Linked DNA regions of Anser cygnoides: region 1 is linked to region 2. A link is a contact called in public Hi-C data. All regions are on one chromosome and are shown on one strand. Each heading gives the region's core, a stretch centred on a gene start, on an enhancer-like site or on the middle of the called end of the contact. The rest is flanking DNA. Distances are from core to core; before and after follow the strand shown. Region 1 overlaps ERMP1 (endoplasmic reticulum metallopeptidase 1). Region 2 holds the start of RIC1 (RIC1 homolog, RAB6A GEF complex partner 1).

Region 1 (2,908 bases), core at 221-2,720, 51 kb after region 2:
AGCTGAGCCTGGGAAGAAAGTGGGGGTGGAATAAATTAAATCAATTTTTCCCAGGTTGAGTTTGTTTTACCTGTGATGGTAATCAGCAGTGATCTCCCTGCCCTTTCATATTATGTTCTTCCCCCCATCCTGTTCAGGAGAGGGAAAGCAGCTTGAATGCCAGCCCAGGTTAACTCCCCACACATCTAGTCTTCTGCAAATAAGAGCTATTACCTCAACCTAAACAGGGGAGAAAATACCTATTTAACGCATTAAGCGTTAACATTTTCCGTGGCATTCCGTCTTGCCTCTCACTTTGTTTACCCAGCTAACATAAAGCAGGCTGCCTTAGTTCTTGCCAGCTTGGCCTACATAACTATTTAATGTCTATATTTAAGGATAACTCATTTCATCCTTCATCAGCATTTGCAGATGAGCATCTTTTCTTGATCTGGGTCTCATCCTGTACAGCACTCATGGTGTCTGAAAAAGAGCAACAGTGCTAGGTTCCTTGCTGCTCACTGAAAATCTCACATAGTATATTTGCAAAACTGAATGATTCAAGTAATATTTCTTTGGAAAGTTTTCACCATCACTTTGGTCAGCTAAAGTAGATTAATTTTTTTTTTGATTTTTTTTTTTACTACTGTTTTAGCCACTTGCAAAGCAACAAATTTAAAAAGCTGGTTTTAAAGCTGAAGCTCCTATAAGCTATAGGTTGAGATCCACTGCTAAGTAGACAGGAATATATAAATCCATAATCTAGCTCGGACCTGTACAAAAGAGGCCTTTTTTTTTTCTTATAAATTGAGGAAAAAAAGTTGTCTACCACTACAATAAGATTATAAAACAATAGATAGTCACCCACTGTTTAGGGCAGTAAGCTGCAACAACCAAAGGGACAAAAAGCCTTAAAAAAAAAAAAAAAGGCCACAGATACTACTTACTGTCTCATAATAGTTTATCCTATCGCTGAGAGCTGAAGACTGTTGAAAGATTCTGGTGGTTAATGAGATGAATGTTAGCTAACAGTGACTGGCAAGAATAACCCCAGTGCTTGAACGCGTAACAGGTAGGGAAGGACCATGTATTGACCTTCTGATTTTGTGCTGCTGTATTTGTATACTATTAATTACCTACATTTTCATAAATGAGGTTAAAGTGCAGAAAACTCTAAAGATGGGTTATTCGAACTAGGAATAGATACCAATGGATACTCTCTCATCCGTACCTGGCAGGCAACTCTTGATCACGTAAAGAGAAAGTTGGGCATGTAACAAATATAATGCGAATACCTATGTGGAAATGCAATCCAAGAACGGGTAGGAAGAGCTAAGATTTTTTTCTTTATAGACATACCAAATCAAAGGAAGACAAAAAAAAAAAAAAAGCAAAGGAAAATTAAACACTAAGAAAAGGAAAATTCAACCCCAGCATTGTTGTAGCAAACACATCTGTAGCCAAAGTCAGGCAGCAAACAAAAAGAGCAGAAGGTGAAAGTGACAGATCAAAGTTCAGTACTAAATAAGCTACTTTTTAGTCTCCAGAACAGAGACCGTAAATCCACTGTGTATCTACACACCTTAAATTTTGTCTTCCAAGCATCTTTCTCATATGACTGTAAGTTAGCTCTGAAAGAAAGATGCAACCTGAAATCTTACTGAATTCTTTATGTACCATGTACCATCTGAAATTAGTAACACCAAGAAGAGGTTTTATAGAGACCCAGAACTGAAAGTTGAAGCTAAATGACAAAGTTCTCTACTGTTGATCAATTATCGGAACAAAACACACACACACACACACAGAAAACCAACATCCCCAAACAAAACATGCATGGACAACTAAAACACTTACTTAAATCCATTCATACCTATTGGCTTTGAAGCTTCATTTATTACTGGGTAATTAACTTACTTAAAAAGTCGTTTGAACCTATTGGTATTTGTCCCAGAGTTTCAGACCAGACTGACAGAATGATTCCTTTCTAGGCTAACTACTACAAACCTTCAGGACTATTTCTGAGTTCAAAATAAAAGCCCTGGTTAAGCAATTTCGTATGCTCTAACCACACAGTTTTGTGACATAATTTAGGGCTACTGATATTCCATGGGTTTTTTTTGTTTGTTTTTTTTACAACCATCCTTCACTGCTGCATATCAGATTCTAAGATGGGTCATCCTGCCAACTCCTTCCAGATCATTATCAAGCACCAAATTAGGCTCCATGCCCAAGGGAAAAGGGGAAAAAAAAATTACTGAACAACATTACAACACATCCAGCACTCTTCAGCAGCTCTGTCCTATATGCTACAATTAGGTCTGTACAGACTTGTTAGATCTTGTCTATTTGATTAGCGTTTTCCAGCAGGCTTACAACCCAACCTAAATTGAACAGACATTAAAAGAGGTATTGCTAATACAGAACAGCTCCACCTAGTTCAGACGCCTGTTCTTTTATGTATCGTGCCTGAAACTCTTCTGTTCATTGCACTTATCCCAACATTTTTTCTCCAAATGCATACTTTTACTTGACATGCAATCTGAAGGCACCATGACACATTCTAATGCTGCATTAGATTGCACAATCACAACAAACACAGGCCTCCTTTGCAAACACATGCTTAAATTGATAAGCAACTTATTTCTGAAGCCCTTTTCCCTGTAGATACGTAACAGAGAATGATGTATGTTAATAAATAATGTAACAGACTATTAAAGACATCAAAATTAGGGGAGAACCAGTATTAACATAAAGCAAAGCAGGTTAGAAAAGGCTGTGCATGTAAACTATCTCAGATTAATATAGATGAATTCCAGTCAACTAGCTGCTTATTGCCCCACTCAGAATAAAACCTTTTTCTATTCCTATGCCCTGCTATCCTTAAAATCACCGCCTGCTTTCTTTGTGTTTATTTCACGGAGTAAGA
Region 2 (2,794 bases), core at 207-2,706:
AAGTTACTGAACAGACAGAGTTGTTCAGTAAGTTTCCCTAATTACTTCTATCTGTAGCTGTATCTTTGCAACACATGACCTGACCTTGCAATGGCACAAACGCTGTCACTTCTCTTCCATCCTCTATGATATTCCTTCGTCTTTTTTTTTTCCTCCAATTACAAGAGACTAATCAGCCTCTGTCACTACATCTAAAGCTGCCTTGCGCTCAGTTTCTACTTTTCACTCTTCTCACCACATGCTCCTGCTCTCTCCTTAACGTGTGAATAAAAACAGTTGGACAATCTTGGAAACAAGAAGAGGGAACAGGTGTTGGCTGAAAAATAACCTAGAGGGGAAAAAAAATATATATATAAATATATATGTATATAATTTCCAGATGGGTTAGCTCCTTAATCTAACTCATCACTTGGTGGGAGAAACACTTGTGACAGCACCTGGCAGAAACTCAGTGCCAAAACCACACTGCTGCACACACGCTGCAAGTGTGACTATTCCCTCCACCTGTACTCCTCTTGTCCACAAACCCCAAAACACAGCTTCAATGACACCACCTTCTCTGATTAACTCACAGATCTGTCTTTCTTACCCAAATCTATCTTTAGCAGCAATTACAATCTTTCTTGGATCTCCGTTGTCACTAAATGATTTTTTTCATTTCCTAAGCTGCAGGCTTGCTTCGAAAGGACCCACTTTCTGCAAAGCGTCTTGCAGTTCAGTGTCCTGAGGCACTCCAAAGCTTCGCAGGGCTGAAGTGCAAGCAAGCAGCCGTACTCCTGTCCTCCTGTCAGTGGCAGAACCAGGAGAGAAGCCTCATCCCAGCACTGATGCCTTCACGTTTATTTATTCACAGAACTATAGATTCCAGAGTTGGAAGGGACCCACAAGGATCATCGAGTCCAACTCCTGGATCCCCAAAGAACCACCCAAAAAATCAGACCATGTGTCTGAGAGCGTTGTCCAATTGCTTTTTGAGCTCTGTCAGGCTCGGTGCCGTGACCACTGCCCTGGGGAGCCTGTCCCAGTGCCCGACCACCCTCTGGGTGCAGAACCTTTCCCTAACCCCCAGCCTGACCCTCCCCTGTCCCAGCTCCATGCCGTTCCCTCGGGTCCTGTCGCTGTCCCCAGAGAGCAGAGCTCAGCGCCTGCCCCTCCGCTCCCCTCGCGAGGGAGCTGCAGGCCGCCATCATGCCCCGCCTCAGCCTGCTCTGCTCTGGGCCCCCGCCGCCGCCCCACGCGCATGCGCACACGCCGCGCCTCTCGGCGCCTGCGCAACCCCCCGCTGCCCCCTCCCCGCGCGCCTTTCCGCCCGGAACCTCCACACGGAGCCCCCCGGGGGCGGGAGCCTCGCCCGCCGCTGACGCCACTTCCGCGCGGTGCCGCCGCCGCGGCCAATGGGCGGCTGCCGGCCCGGCCCCGCCCCCTGCTCTCCCCTCCCCCTTCCTCCGCCGCGCTGCGCCCGGACGCCGGAGCGGGGGGCGGGCGGCACGGACATGGAGGCGGCCGCGTCGGGCCCCGCAGCGACGCCGGCAGCGGGCGGGCGAGGCACCGGCGGCAGCGAGGAGCCGCAGCGGGGGGCCCCGCAGCCGCCCCGGCCGCGCTCCGAGCAGTGACCGGCTGCAGGTGACCGTCGCCCCCCGGTTGGTGCCGCCGCCGCCGCCCCCCGCCTAGGCTAGAGCCCGCCGAGAGCCGCGCCCCGCGAGCCCGCCGCCATGTATTTCCTCAGCGGCTGGCCCAAACGGCTGCTGTGCCCGCTGGAGAGCCCCGAGCGGCCCCTCCACATCCGCACCGACCCGCAGAGAGCCTTCTTCGCCGTGCTGGCCCCGTCCCAGCTCAGCGTCTGGTACTGCAGGGTGAGTGCGTCCCCGGCCGGCCGCCCCGGCCCCCCTCTTCCGTCCTCGTCGGTAAAAGGGTCGCGAAACCTGGGGCTGGAGCCCGCAGAGCTCCCCAGGGCCCCGGGGGTGGGCCTCCCCTGGGGTGGGCCTCCCCTGGGGTGGACCCGTGCCGTTAACCCGAGGTGTTTACCAGTAGCACTGTGGCGTTGCGAAGACGCGTAAGGTAAATCTGCTCGGAGCTGGCATCGGTTCTTCCCAAAAATGAGACTTCTGCCCAACTTTTTTTTTTTTTTTTTTTTAAGCGTCGACTTTAAGTGGCAGGCAAACTTAACGCGGACGGTGCTCGTAGCAATGCAGGTTTTGCAAGTGTGCTTCATGGGTTTTCTGTTCGTATGTTTTGCGTTTTACGTAAGAGATCATACAAACAAAACATAACGAAGCACCTACTTTTGCAAAGCAGAACTACCTGTAACACTGCACAATTACATAACCCATAAGAAGTTAAATGACTTTCCCTTTTACCATTACAAGTCAGGTACGTTGTGACCGTGAACATAAGAATTGACACGGCTTTTGAATGGAAGTTGCTGCTCTAGCAACATCCAGTTTTGAAACCGTGTACAATTGACATCAAATGCGTTGCTTTAAATGAGCTTTGAATTAGTTTGGTGACATAAAAGTGCTGCATGTCAATTTGGTTTGATGCAGTCTTATGAAACAACTAGGGTATTGACTTTAAATTTTGATGCTGGATCTTCTTAAATACTGCCTTAATTAGATTCCCTCTCTGTCTAAAAATATCTGCGACTCCAGATAATTTTCAGAGTTCATCTCGGATTACAGAGAAAAGTAAAAATCCAATTTTAGAAAGCCGGTATAGAAAGGTATCAAACAACAGTCACAGCCTTAAAATCCTCTTTTGATTTATGCGGAGGTTTCATCACTTTGCCTTCTGCTTT

Evidence for each region. A called contact is a pair of places that touch in the nucleus more often than the background predicts.
Region 1: a contact with region 2 is called in a Hi-C map of liver, with 2.0 times the contacts expected there. The contact joins the enhancer-like site here to the promoter of RIC1 in region 2. A contact is called at or near these places in 2 of 7 Hi-C or Micro-C datasets (both in liver).

The regions. Positions count from the first base shown.
Region 1 is chrZ:84,051,256-84,054,163 of Taihu_goose_T2T_genome, forward strand. The region is part of intron 15 of ERMP1 (endoplasmic reticulum metallopeptidase 1); the gene reads right to left. Among named protein-coding and RNA genes, the nearest start is that of ERMP1, 24 kb to the right of the region's middle. Within about 2 kb of position 1,471, at least 1 of the 3 cell types and tissues checked has open chromatin away from gene starts, as enhancers often do. A contact at or near this core is called in liver, where this site is marked.
Region 2 is chrZ:83,999,830-84,002,623 of Taihu_goose_T2T_genome, forward strand. RIC1 (RIC1 homolog, RAB6A GEF complex partner 1) reads left to right here and starts at 1,457. Exons shown (of 26, transcript XM_048050722.2): 1 at 1,457-1,853. The coding sequence starts at 1,713.